Regions from separate parts of the Mus musculus genome. Here all the other regions are linked to region 1. The links are chromatin contacts, called in public promoter capture Hi-C maps. All regions are on one chromosome and are shown on one strand. The core of a region is the stretch at or near the end of the contact, and the rest is flanking DNA. Distances in the headings are between cores, read along the strand shown.

Region 1 (4,462 bases), core at 1,142-3,641:
CCTTCAAGTACGGGAATTAAAAGCGTGCAGCACCACTGCTGGGCTGTTTTGGTTTTTTTTAGAGGTCACATCATATGGCTGGGGGTGGCTATATGGTTAAGAGCCCCTGCTGCTCTTGCAGAGGACCTGAGTTCAGTCTCCAGCTCCCATGTCTGTAGTGTCACCACTGACTGTAACTCCATCTCCAGGGGATAACATTTGCCTGTCCTTCACAGGCAACCATATGACACGTGCATACCCAGAGACACACATACATTCACATAGAAATGATTTTTTTTAGGTGTCGCCTAAACACAGATCAAATGGAACTGGAAGTTTTAGGGAGTAGGTCCCCCTAAATTCACATTTTAGAAACTGGACCTCTGGCTTGAGAAGACGAGGGGACGGAGCCTCTTGGAGGGGACAAGCACTCCTCCTTCATGAATGGGTTTAAGCGCCTTATCAAAAGGGCTTAAGAGAGGGACTCGTGGCTTTGTGCTCCTTCTGTGTGTTAGACATCCTGGAAGGAGAGGGCACACCTCAGCAGACCTAGTATCTGCAGGAATGGTGTTCCTGGCCTCCAGAAAATTGGGGCATTTCTATTTGCAAATCAGACAGTTTGTGGCACTCTGTTACAGCAACTTCTGTCACAGAAGACTGGGTCATTCTTTGTTTACTATCTCAGGGGCTGAGAACCCATGATGGCACTGTCCCACTGCTGGGTGTGAGGGATGATATTTGTGGTACTGTTGGCCTCGCTCACCCGGGGTCATCTTGTATTCGGCGGCAGCATCTCTGCTCATGGGCACAGCCAGGAAGGGTAGGAGTCGATGACAGGATCCCTCACTCACACATGCACGCGTGGGCTGCTGGGACTCCCTGAAGCCCCTCAAGCCTGCAGTGAGGAACCCTGGGAAATGGCTTCTACACACACACACACACACACACACACACACACACACACCAGTGGCACTTCTGGACAGGAACCTTCTCTTGGCTCTCAGTCTCTGTTCCTTACTTTTAGGTAGCATCTCACTATGCAGCCCAGAATGGCCTTGAACTTGGGATCCTCCTGCCTCCACTTCCCAAGTACTGGGATTACAGGCGTGTGTACCACACCCATATTTCTGAAACAAGGATTGGGACTTTTCAGATTTCGCCTCCTGTCCCCCTCTGATGGCAGAGAGTAAGGCTTGGAGCCTGTTCAAACAATGCCCGGCCTCGGGACATGTCTCCTGTGATGACAGCCACTCCCAGCTGCTTACCTAGCCAACCTCACAGAGTCCGCCCCTTACCTCCTTCACACTTCAACCTTTGGGCTGCTGGCTCACCCAGGAGCAGTTTACATGGCGGGGTGGGGGTGGGGGATGAGCTGTGAGCTCTGGGCATCTGACTTGCTGTCAACGTTAAGGGAAGGAATACCAGTGTAAGCAGAAACGCTGCAAAGGACCAGGTACCAACCAAAGAACCCCCGAGAGGCCCGGGCTTTGCACCATTTTGCTGTCTGTTTATTTCAAGTTTACACAGAAGCTTGATCACCTGTGGAAAAACAACCGAAAGCTCATCTTTTTTAAGTTCATGTTCTTGTAAGTGATAAATACACAGTATTTAACTTTATACACCTGATAAAAAGGGAAATGCATAGTAGAGAGGTCACGGGGAGTCAAACAGAAGCGGAGGGCACTGGTCACCAAATATAAAAGTCCCAAGTCCCACGAAACTCGAACCCACAGAGCTGGAGAAGACAGAAACCAACAATCTTCCCTAGCACCTTGGGAGCCAATGGAGGCTGTGGTTGGCAATGTAAAGTGCGCCCCCTGGAGGATGGGCGAGAGTTGCAGGCCTAACCTGGTGTCAACTTGCACAGATGTTATCCTGCGCCTAGAAAGGTTCAAGGATAAGGATTCTGTCCCCTGGAAAGGCCAGACCCTGGGAGGTGGCCTATGCAGCCCCAAGGGAGAACAAGGGGCTCTGTAAGGTGTTCTGGGAGCCTATGAGACGCATGGGGGGAGGCAATAAAGACAGAAAGAGAGGAACGAGGCTTGTGCTTTCAAGGCCAAGCTGCTTACACGCGAATCACGGGTGAACCAGCCATGGAAGGAATTGTGGGCAGCCCATCTGCCCACAGAGAAAAGCCACTCTGCCCGGCTCCTCTCCTCACTAATGATACTTTTGAAAAACAATTATTTGTGCTCTAATGCTCTAGTTATGGCTGGACCTCTTACACTTTCCACGGCAGCTGGGCAGGATGGGGGTGGGGGGAGGGGGACGGGGGGGGGGGGAGTCACTCCTTTCCACAGCTTTCTTTGGTGTTTCTTTAAGAAAAAAAGTTACCCATGCAGACCTCTCGATTCCTTCTTCCTGAGCAGCTGGTGGCTGCGTGATTGCCGACAATCTTAAGACATCCTGTCGAGAGAAACCACGGCATTGCCCAGAGGGGTTGTGTAAACACAAGAATTCTGCAGAGCTCTGTATCACGCCTACCCTACTCGGGCAGGCCGCTCAGCGTCCAGGCAGACGAGCTGGGACCAAGCTGTATGACCTGTTGGCTTTAACCATAAGGTGGCTATTGCAAACTAACGGAATGCCATCTGTGGCCAGAAAGGGTGGAGCTACTGGGCTGTTTCTCCTTCAATTTTAAAAAGGGAAAAGTGACAGGAAGTCCTTGGTCACACAGACCCTCCCCACACTGCAGTCTGTACCTGGATCCTAACTGCTTATGTGACAGCAGGGATAGCGGCTAGACCACAGTAAAGAGCTTAACAAACCATACGGAAGGAAGCCAGGAGGGCCTGGCCTCCGCACAGGCCAGAAGTCGGTTGTCTGGGCCCCATGACTGACTGGCAAGACAGCCACTACCAAAGCACTGGAAACCAGTCTGGAAGCCCCCCTTTAACTTCCTGTTTGCTTCTGTGTCCCTGGGTCATCACACCCAAACTTCAACCAAACTTCCAATATTGGTTGAAAGTCAAAAAGGTTCCTATTGGCTCTCTAGGTTTCTGGCTACAGGAAAAAAACAAAAAACAACAACAACAACAAAAAAAAACCCGAAAGCCCTTTGCCCTGAGGAACACTCTGGGGTTTGACACTTTGCTCTACAATGGCACCCTGATGTCACTGATATCACACTACAGCTTTGCTCCTAAGCTGAGTGACAAGTCTTGCCTAAGTGGCCCACAGGGAAACTGATGTTTCATTGTACCGACCAGACATTCTGGAAAAGGAAAGAAAGTTTACAGTCTCTAGAATACACAGGCAATAAACAAACGCAGCTGCTAATATACAGGCACAGGTCTCACCGGCTCTCGGTCCCTGTCACACAGCCGCACAGAGGGACACCCATCCTGGAAGCTCCAACCTTTGGAACTTGTGAACCTCTCCGGAGTTCTGGCTAGTCAGAGACTTGGAAACATCTCTTGAGCTGTAAGCCATGTAATGTACATGAAAGAGCAGATTCCAACCTGAAGTTGTTGGGTTTTTTTTTTTTTTGTTTTTGGTTGTTTTTTTTTTTTTTTTTTTTGCCAATTTACAAAGAGAATTAGCTTAGCTGACAATCTCAGAAACCCAGTTGGAGCAGCTAACATGAAGTGTGTTCAGCCTCCAGACAGACCTCTACCACCACAGCTGAGGAATGCTCGCATTCAGGGGTGCAAAGTACCCCTCGAGCATTTCAACTGCAAGCCCTTGTAGTTTTCCTGACTATAATTATACCCATTAAAAAAAACACACACACACACTTAAAAAGTCCTCATTACAAATAAATGACATGGAAGTTCCCTGCAGCTACTGAGGGCTAGCCCTGTCTTTCCATGATCCTGGAAGGCGCCCAGGCATGGGGTTTGTACGTGGGTCACACCGATCCTTCTAATCCGCCCCCCCCCCCCCAGTGTAGCCCCAGCCGGCAGGACTCGCCCCACGTGATTCTCCACGCAGCTCAAACCCCACACACATTCACCTGGTACATCTGACATGGTTCTGAATTCACAATGGAGGGGGCGGGTTTTTGTTTGTTTGTTTGTTTTTGGCATTAAAAACATTTTAAAAAGCAATTGTCCCAAAATGCATGTTGGTTTCGGTTTGCAACTCCTCACACCCGCCGGTCCGGCCAGCCAGCGGCCAAAGTCGACGACATGGAGTCAAGTCCTTTTTTTTTTCTTTGTCCCCTTAGACAACAAAGGGAAAGAAAAAAAAGAAAAAGAAAAACCACAAGAAAAACAACAGCAACAACAACAAAAAAAACAAAAACAAAAAAAACAGATAACCAGAGACGACAGTCAAGGCTCTACACACGTGCTTGGTTTCCGTAGGACATGCTGCTATGGAAACGCAGGGTGCAGCAGCCCCGTGCAGGGCCACACAGCCAGGCATGCGAGGTCAGGTGGTCCACGCAGCTACTCCGGCTCCATCACCTCCTCGGGCTGCAGTGGAGGCATGCGTGGTGGGGAGCCAGGGGCCGGAGCCCCCCAACTTTCCACGCAGGGAC
Region 2 (4,259 bases), core at 1,073-3,572, 67 kb after region 1:
CTGTTTTCATATCTGTCAGAGAGCAAGGGCGGTACTGAGATGGGCTGTCCAAACTTCAGACTGAGTAAAGAGATTTTGTACATACACACTGCAGTCACTTCCCCTTGAGTCTTAGAAGGAAATAGTACAGGAGGATTGTCGGTCGGTCGGTCGGTCGGTCGGTCGGTCAGTCAGGACAAGAAAGGGGCCGACAACCTTGGAGAAGGGCTTAGTATGTCCTCTGCAGTTATGAATTTAATCCCAAGAACATTAAGAAATGAAAAACTGGTTGTGGTAACGTGAGCTTGTAATCCTAGAACTAAAGAAACACAAAGAGGCGGATCTTCATGGCTTGCTGGCCCAGGCCAGTGAGAAACCCTGTCTCAGAAGGCAATGTAGACAGCACCTACAGAATGACACCCATGGTGCCCTCTGGCCTCAGAGCTGGTTTAGAACTCTACCGTCCTACCTCTGCCTTCTGTGCTTACATACAGAATGGTGCTGAAATTTCTTTAGTGTCTATCTTTTCTCCTGATACCATAGTTAAGTGGCACATTTAGTAAAGAGTTTGGGCCGGGCAGTGGTGGCACATGCCTTTAATGCCAGCACTTGGGAGGCAGAGGCAGGAGGATTTCTGAGTTCAAGGCCAGCCTGGTCTACAAAGTGAGTTCCAGGACAGCCAGGGTTATACAGAGAAACCCTGTCTCGAAAAACCAAAAAAAAAAAAAAAAAAAAAAAAAAAAGGGCTGGTGAGATGGCTCAGTGGGTAAGAGCACCCGACTGCTCTTCTGAAGGTCCAAAGTTCAAATCCCAGCAACCACATGGTGGCTCACAACCATCAGTAACAAGATCTGACTCCCTCTTCTGGAGTGTCTGAAGACAGCTACAGTGTACTTACATATATTAATAAAATAAATCTTTAAAAAAAAGTTTGAGGAGCCCCTGGGACACACACACACACTCTCTCTCTCTCTCTCTCTCTCTCTCTCTCTCTCTCTGCAGGGGAGGAGGGAACACTTGAAGCTCCAGTGCCAAGAAGGAGGAATCAAACAAACAAACAAAAGAGTAACATGAGATTCCTAGAAGACAGCAGAGAGTAAATACAGATGGTTTGCCCTTTGCCCTGGGAAAAGATAAGAGGAACAAACACCTCAGGGAGCGAGCATAGGACGACAGCAGCCAATGGGGACACACAGGTCCCATCAGAGTCCAACCTTCCTGTATTAGTCAGAGAGATCTTTACTGTATAGATGGGGTCTACACCTAACAATGATGGAGACCACAAGAGTGAGGAGAGATACTGGGAGGAAGGAGACTGGCCTAACCCGCAGCTTGTTCTGTGAGAAGAAGACTCAGAGTCCCCATAACTCTTCCAGGAGACCTTTGAGCTAAGGGGTCTCTGAGGCAGCATCAGGACTTTAGCTTCCTATGAAGAGAACTGTGTATAATTATGTGGACAAAAGTCAGGGTCACGTCCAATCCTCACTGTCCTTTGGGCTGGAAACAGAACTGACGTGTACTGGTAGATAGACACTTAAATCCCCTGGACCTCAGAATCTTTTTTTCTTTTTGTTGTTTTGTTGTTGTTGTTTTTCAAGACAGGGTATACCCCTGGCTGTCCATAAACTCACTCTGTAGACCAGGCTGGCCTTGAACTCAGAAATCCGCCTGCCTCTGTCTCCCAAGTGCTGGGACTAAAGGTGTGCGCCACCACGCCCAGCCAGATTCTTATTCTATGGAGCAGGAATAAAACCCACTGAGCTCATGAGGCTACAAAGGATTCAGCAAGCTAACACACACAAAGCATCCAGCGCAGGCGGGCCTGGCTCAGAGCCAAGAGAACGTTTGTTATCACTGTGCTGCCTGGATTAGCCAACTCTCCTCTCCACACACACACAAACATCTCTGCTGCATTAAGTTTCCATCTCCTTTAGTTTACCATTTGGTTTTTGTTTTTGTGACAGGGTCTCTCCAGCCAGGATAGCCCTGGCTGTCTGGGACCTCACTATGTAGACCAGGCTGTCCTCGGGTGCACCACCATACCCAACCTATTCCGCTTCTTGAAAACCAGTAGTCAAGCTCATGTTCCCTTCACCGATGTCAAAACACCCAGTGTTTGACAAATGTGGCATATTCAAACTATCTCCATGGGGGATTTCATTCTTCAGCAACCTACACCAACCAGGCCCACTGAGACATACCCAGTGCTTCTCTCAAGCACGAGGAAGGAAATAGCAGAGCCCCAGTGCCCCAGAAGCACTTCAGGCCCCCATGCTCCACCCTGAAGGTGTGGCCATGATGGGCCAACGAGAGCGCAGGCCTCGGTAGAGACCATGGAGCATGGGCTTCCTTCCAAGCTGCTTTCCTCCGCAGTGCTGCCATAGCAACAGAGCACACACTAACACAACCGACCTACCTGTTCTGCATGGAGCTCTGCAAGATGGCAGAGAGCGACGGCAAAGGACTCAGTATTGTTCTGCTGCACACCCGCATTCAGCGACTCCAGGCTGTTCATGCTCAGCAACATCTGGGCTTGTTGCAGTGCCATGGTGCTGGGTGAGGAGAGGAGGGGACAGGTCCCCCTTTATAAAGGCAGCAGACCCAGGCTGCCCCTGAGCCATGCCCTACAGTTATCCTCAGTGGAGAGGCAAGAAAATTAACCCTTGCGGCTCTGGATGTGTGGAAGCAACTCCTCCCCATGCCAGCTCTCCAGCCCTCAGGCCGAGGAGGCCCCAAGGAAATGTAGAGAAGGTCAACATAGCTGGGAGCACTTGGCACCCAGATCCCCACCCCCACCTCCCCACCCTCGATGTTCCCTGAGGTCACAGGATGCTAATTAGGTTTCACGGGTAAATTCAGACCCGATGCCATCCTGGCACCGGCTGCTCTGGCAATGCAGGCAGTGGCCAGTGTCGGCAGCTGTTTCAGAGCACACCGTGCCAAAAAATTATCTGAAATACAAAAACAAGACTGGTAAAGAGGCGCTCCCTTCATTACGGAATTCCTAGAAACAGCAGGTTGTCTAGGGGATGTGTGAGATTAAGACTGGGCTCCAAGGGAAAGTCTAGTTCAGAAGTTTACTTCCAAACTGCAGGTGGCTGAGTGGAAAACAGACAGTGGCTGCAGCTGTCCAGAGAAGCAACCTCGTCTACACAAGCAGCTGTGGGGAGGGGCACTGGACTTGCACAAGGAGGCCATGCAGCATGCGAACAGGAAGGGGGGCTCTTAGCTCAGGGTCAGGTGATTGAGGTGTGAGTGCCAGCTGGTCACTGCTCAAGTATACCCATGAGCTAGAGAGGAAATGTGCGAACCAGAGGAGAGATCACCCAGCGGTTGGTTAAACACAGAGCAGCCGGGGACAGTGAACTGTGAACATGGGGAAGACTCTGCTCAAGTTCATGCAGACTACAAAATGTCTCCAGATGGTGAAGCGTTTTCTCTAACCCCTCGGTGACCATTTCCATAGCGCCTGCTTCTCTCTAAAGGCTCCACACCTCCGTGGCTCTGGCAGGCTGCCTGGAGACCTACCTGCGGCCGTACAGCCTCCAGATGGCCGTTTTCTGTGCAATGCTGATATCGATAAGTTCTGACAGGCTGTGTTTCCAGTGCAGGAGGTCAGAGTCCTTTAGGGCATCCATCAGTTTGTTGGCCGTCTTCCCAGCAAAAGCTCTCTGTTGAACAAGGGACTGTATTCCCAGGGAGGCGAGGTACTAAGGGGACAGATATACCCACGACCCAAGATAGAGATTACATGACAGAATTTGTTTTGCTCTTCAGAAATGTGGTGGATTTCACATTTCAGCACATGCACAGTGACAGCTCTACTTAAAGAACCTATGACCTGACCTCAGCCCTGACCCATGAGAGCTATGTTCCTGAAACGCTAGGGCTGAAAGAGAAGCAGAGGGTACATGGCAAAGAGCCAGACCTTCAGCATTAGGTAACCTGGACTTAGACACTGCCTCTGCTACTTACTGTGTGACTTAGGGCCAGTCACTTAGCTTCTTAGCTAAGCCTCAGCTTCCTCATCTGTAAAATGGGCATCAAACCTATCATAGAGAACCGTGGTAAGGATTACAATGAGATAATAGAGCAAACAGTGCTTGCATATTAGGTAACAGGACATAAAGGGAAGGACGCCTGTCATGAGCAACAAGTTCTCTTCTTAGCTTCTGTCTGGGATTCTCCTCGAGGGTAAGAAGCCCATCTAAACAAGCCGTTTAAATCCACAGCTAGAGTATCTTTATCAGTCTATAAAGAGCCACTTCAATTCAGTCCAT
Region 3 (4,856 bases), core at 33-2,532, 120 kb after region 1:
GTTGCAGGGCATCCAACATCCTCATCTGACTTCCCTGATCACTGTACACATGTGGTGCACAGATACACATGCAGGCAAAACCAGATACAAAGAATTTTAAAGTATTATTATTATTATAAGAATAGGAGTTGTCTGGGTCTTCGCTAAGGAAGAAGTAACATCTTGAGCTCTAAAATTTCAATTATTATTATTATTTTATTATTTTTTAAGACAGGGTTTCTCTGTATAGCCCTGGCTGTCCTGGAGCTCACTTTGTAGACCAGGCTGGCCTCGAACTCAGAAATCCGCCTACCTCTGCCTCCCAAGTGCTGGGACTAAAGGTGTGTGCCACCACGCCCGACCTCAAATATTATTTTGAAGTGAGAGAAAGAAATGTAGGAAAACCAACTAATTAAAGCCTTAATCCAGCAAGGCTGAAGAAATTTATACCATCTTTTGCCACTTGTTTTTCTGCCCCGACGTCAGTTTGAAGGGATCATGTGAATTCTTTGAAAGGGTTAGTTAGTACTTGGGTAAATTTGAACATTACATCAATTGGACGCAGTTGTGGTGGAACACATCTTTAATCTCAAGCACTCGGAAGGCAGAGAGGCAGGCATGATTTCTCTGAGTTCCAAGCCAGCCTGGTGTAAACTGGGAGTTCTCTGGCCAGCACAGCCAGGAAAAAATCTTGTCTAAAAAGAAAACCGCACACACACACATACGAACCGAACGACAAAGAATTGGAATTGGACAGCCTTTGGTTCTTCAGCCGTTCTCAGTACATCTTCTAAATGGCTCGCCCTAGATCGTGCTGCCCCTCTTCCTTGAGGAGATCCGAGGTTCTCCTGGTGATGAGATCTAGAACATTCGGAGAATGGGTTAAGCCCGAGAGAGGCCCTGCTCCGCAGGTTAGAATAAAAGCTTCAAACCAACAGTGTTTCCTACTTCACCACAGCTCTTTTTCTGCCTCGGGCCGAGGGAAGCTATCCACCCAAAATAGGAAGCCAATTCAGCCTGAGCGGCTTTCTCTCCGACAGACCGGGCGTCACGTCGCGTCACGCCCCGCCCCGCCCCTCTTCGCCCCGCCCCGTTTCCCTCCGCCCCTCCCCTCTCCCCTTCGCTCGCAAGACTGCGCCCGAAACCCCGCCCCTTCTTCACCATTTCATTGGCTTTGGTGATCGGGCCCCCCGAAGACCCGCTTCGGATTGGTGGGCTCCGCCCGCCGCTCGGCGTCTTCCCGGGGCGTGAGCCGAGCGTGGCCATGCCCCCTTACGTAGGGACGCTCAGTGGGTCTCGGGAGGCGCCGCATTCGCCGCCTTAGAAGGAAGGAAGATCCGTTGTGTGAGGAGGCTGCTATGGTGCTGAGTTCCCCGGTAGAGCCGACCGAGCCGAGGCGGTCGCGGCCATGAAGGTGAGGGGCTGGTGGAGCCGGGAGGCTCTCCTTGCCTCTCCCGTACGCCCAGAGCGCTTCCTGTTTTCCGTCTCAGCGGTTACCCAGAGGGGCTTCGTGAGAGACCACCACGTAGCGGGGCGCCCGGCCCGAAGTGTGTGTGGGGCCCCGACCGGTTCCAGCCGGAGAGGCCAGGCAGCAGACCCTCCCGAGCTCCCACAGCGCCCTCCGGCGTCCTGGCCGAGGAGGCGGCTAGTGGCCCTGCGGTCTCAGCCCGCTGGGCCCTGTTCCCAGGGCCCTGTGCTCTTCTCGGGGTCCCGAGCTTTTTTTTAAGCCGCAAGAGCCTCGGTGTCTCTGGCCATGGCTGTGCCCTCTGCCTCCCCCGAGTCCTTGAGCTAACCCAGACTTCGGGGGGTGCATCACGAGACAGAAGGCATAGAGAGCGCTGCGTGGTATGATGAGGCTAGGACCTGAGTGGCCCATGGGGGGTTGGGGGTGTCCTCCTTCAAGGAGTCCTTCCCGTGGGTTTAAATGTTGTGGCCGTGACCTAGAGCGCTAGACGTGTCTACATCGCCACTAGGTACGCAGCAAGTAATTTGGCAGCCTTGCTCCCAGGTGGGAGTGAGAGCGTGGGAGAATCACTGATAGAAGTTTCAGAAAAGGGCAGGTTTTGTGTGTGTGTATGTGGTGTGTGTGTGTGTGTGTGTGTGATTTTGGCCTACTTAGGGGAGATGAATTTTCTCAACCCCATCGCAGAGAGTTCTAAAGAGGCTGTGTACAGCAGTCAATTCAGGCATTGATTCATTTGCCCAAAATCAAGTCAAATGGCGTGAGTCAGAAGGTGGTGATGTCTTCCCTCACGGTGTTGTATCCATCTCGTGGAAGAAGTAAGTGTGTTGGCTTTGGGCTGCTAGATTGACGACCTTGCACAGAGTGTCAAAGATTTACTGTGGACGATTGAAGAGAGGGTCAAGTGGATAGAGAAATTCAGCAAGTGTTTTGCCCAGCACCTTCACTGCCTTAGTCAAGATGGGGTAGAGGTAATTCAAAATATAATCACCCTGTTTAAGAAAGAGTTTGCCAGTTAAAAGAAAAGAGCCCCTTAAGCATGGTGGCACAAGCCCGTGATCAGCGTTTAGGAGGTAGAGGTGGAGGATTGCTGCATGTTTGAGGCCAAGCAAGTGTTTTCGTGGAAAACCAACCAACAACAATCCCCTGAGAGATAGATCTCAAGTAGCCACATTACAAACTGCAATAATGTAAGGTGTGTGTGTGTGTGTGTAAAAAACTCTCAAGCAAGAAAAATAACCATACCTTCAGTGTTGCGTACCTGTGATCTCAGGCATTTGGGAGCTGGAGGCTGGAGTCAAGACAATTAGTTTTTCACAGGTATTCTTGGCTTTGTAGTAAGTTTGAGTCCAGCTTGCACTGCATGCGGTCCTATTTCAAAACATCAGGTCCCCTGCTGCTGGAATCCTGGCCGAAATTGGGAGTAGGTTAACTTCTTTGTTTTGAGATAGGGTTTCACTGTCAATCCCTGACTGGCCTGGAATTGAGTATGTAGGCTGTCCTCCCTCCTGAATTTGGATTACAAATGTAGGATCTGGAATCAGTGACATTTGAATTGACGTTAAGGATGAGGATATTGTGAAAGCTTTAAAAAATTGTTTAAAAATGTTTTTAGGTTAATGTGTATGAGTGTTTTGCCTGTATGTATGTATGTATGTGTGTGTGTGTATGTGTGTGTATATGTATATATATACATACATACATACATACATACACCATCTGCATGCCTGGTGCTCACAGAGATCAGAGGTGGCATTAGACCCCCCTGGAACTGGAGTTACTAATGGTTGTGAGCCACCATGTAGGTTCTAGAAACCGAACCTAGGTCCTCTGTAAAAGCAAAATGAGTGCTCTGAGCTGCTCATCTCTCTCTCCAGCCCTTAAGGTTTTTGTTTTGTTTACAGTTTTTTTTTTTTTATTTTATAGGTATGAATGCATGCATATCTGTGCACCACAAACATGTATCCTCAGATCCTGATAGTTAGATAGTTGTGAGACACCATAAGGGTTCTGGAAATCAAACCCTGGTCTTTGGGAAGAGCAGCCAGTGCTTTTAACCACCGAGACCTCTCCGATAAGAGTGTGGACTTCTCAGTTTAGTTATAAAATGTCACTGCAACTTAAGAATACTTTATTAAGCTCCCTGGCAGTAGCTTATTTTCTGAAAATCATCATCTTTGCTGTGAGATCCAAAACCAGCCTTTATTTATCAAGGAAAGTAGATATGAAAGGAGAATAGGTACTGTGCCCAAACTTTTAAATAAGTTGTTTAAAAACAATGGTTTTATATTTAAGTGAAAAAGAAAAGAGAAAAAGGATATGACCACTCCTAGGTGTGGAGAAGTGTATTGTAGATAAAAGGTAGAGCCTAGCCAGAGGCAGGGACATCTGGGAGAGTTCAAAGTGGACATGACCAGACTGAGCTGGACCCAGTAGTGGGGGGAGGGGGGGAGAAGCCGATACATCAGAAAAGAGGCTCAAAGGTACATAGAGGGCAGGTAGTTATATAGGGAAGGACAGCCTAGCCTCCTGGGCTGCGAGATTTCAGGGTAGGGTATGTAAGCCAGGAGGACCCTGTAACAGATAACTGAGGGATGATGGGAGAACCTGTTAGCCTAGTCTACTTTGATATGTTAAGGCCCCTCAGCAATTTATCCAGGGTTTAAAATCTAGCTCTTTTCTTTTCTTAACCTTTTCTTGCTTCCTTTCTTTCTTTCTTTTTCTTTTTCTTTTCTTTTTTTTCTTTCTTTTTTTTTTTTTTTTGAGACAGGGTCTCACGGAGATACTAAGGAAAAAATGGGGAGAATTACTCCATTTTTAAAAAGACAAAAATGTGTGTCTAGTGGCTCACACTTTTACACTTTTACACTTTTAGTGGCTTACACTTTTACACTTTTACCCAGCTCTTGGTAGGTGGAAGCAGGAGGAGATCTGTTCAAGGCCACCCTTCACTGCACAGCAACCTCAAGGCCAACCTTGTCTATGTGAGACCCCCTGTCAAAAAATAGGGAAGGAAAGGAAAGGGTAATATGTATGACATTGAGCAGACATTGCAAGAGTTTATTAATGTGCGGCTCGGCAAGATGACTTAGTAAAAAAGCTCTTGCTGTGCAAGCCCAGCGGCCAGAGTTCGACTCCTACAACCCTTGTAAATGTGGAAAGAGAACCAGCTTCACAAAGCTGCCCTCCCGCCCCCACCGCTGCCCCCACACAGGCATGTACTTAAGTGCGCATACAATAGGAAGAAATGTTCAGTTTTAAAGGACAGCATCTGTTTTGTGATGTAGGATTTCTTCCTTTGTAGTATCAGGTTAGATAGCTAGTATTAAAGCAGTGAGCCCCATGGATTTGTTTTGAAGCATCAGTTTCAGGAAGTAGCCTTTTCTTTTCACATTTCTTAAGTACGGCTAAAGTT

Evidence for each region. Promoter capture Hi-C pulls out the DNA fragments that hold promoters and counts their contacts. Capture Hi-C pulls out chosen DNA fragments and counts their contacts.
Region 2: a promoter capture Hi-C map of liver shows a contact between it and region 1. The contact joins two enhancer-like sites. A contact is called at or near these places in 6 of 39 promoter capture datasets (the 3T3-L1 cell line, the HPC-7 cell line, embryonic stem cells and 2 more), 1 of 15 datasets of contacts at CTCF or cohesin (large pre-B cells), 7 of 484 Hi-C or Micro-C datasets (the C10 cell line, the G1E-ER4 cell line, bone marrow-derived dendritic cells and 4 more), 4 of 115 datasets of contacts at active chromatin or transcription factors (bone marrow-derived dendritic cells, double positive thymocytes, embryonic stem cells and 1 more) and 4 of 9 other capture datasets (adipose tissue, embryonic stem cells, liver and 1 more).
Region 3: a contact with region 1 is called in a promoter capture Hi-C map of pre-B cells, with 3 times the contacts expected there. The contact joins the promoter of Rnf34 here to the enhancer-like site in region 1. A contact is called at or near these places in 6 of 39 promoter capture datasets (the 3T3-L1 cell line, the C10 cell line, hippocampal neurons and 2 more), 1 of 484 Hi-C or Micro-C datasets (nephron progenitors), 2 of 115 datasets of contacts at active chromatin or transcription factors (the 230-238 cell line and effector CD8 T cells) and 3 of 9 other capture datasets (adipose tissue, liver and pancreatic islet).

What each region holds. Positions count from the first base shown.
Region 1 is chr5:122,729,705-122,734,166 of GRCm38.p6, forward strand. Camkk2 (calcium/calmodulin-dependent protein kinase kinase 2, beta) reads right to left here. Exons shown (of 17, transcript NM_001199676.1): 17 at 1,466-4,462. The coding sequence ends at 4,371. P2rx4 (purinergic receptor P2X, ligand-gated ion channel 4) reads left to right here. Exons shown (of 12, transcript NM_011026.3): 12 at 1-34. Among named protein-coding and RNA genes, the nearest start is that of P2rx4, 24 kb to the left of the region's middle. Within about 2 kb of position 2,392, at least 141 of the 459 cell types and tissues checked have an H3K27ac peak or open chromatin away from gene starts, as enhancers often do. A contact at or near this core is called in the 230-238 cell line, adipose tissue, effector CD8 T cells and 3 more, where this site is marked.
Region 2 is chr5:122,796,944-122,801,202 of GRCm38.p6, forward strand. Anapc5 (anaphase-promoting complex subunit 5) reads right to left here. Exons shown (of 17, transcript NM_021505.3): 10 at 3,508-3,689; 11 at 2,396-2,531. Among named protein-coding and RNA genes, the nearest start is that of Camkk2, 20 kb to the left of the region's middle. Within about 2 kb of position 2,323, at least 95 of the 459 cell types and tissues checked have an H3K27ac peak or open chromatin away from gene starts, as enhancers often do. A contact at or near this core is called in liver and pancreatic islet, where this site is marked.
Region 3 is chr5:122,848,906-122,853,761 of GRCm38.p6, forward strand. Rnf34 (ring finger protein 34) reads left to right here and starts at 1,283. Exons shown (of 6, transcript NM_030564.1): 1 at 1,283-1,393. The coding sequence starts at 1,388. Gm33044 (predicted gene, 33044) reads right to left here and starts at 1,031. Exons shown (of 2, transcript NR_169045.1): 1 at 928-1,031; 2 at 545-840.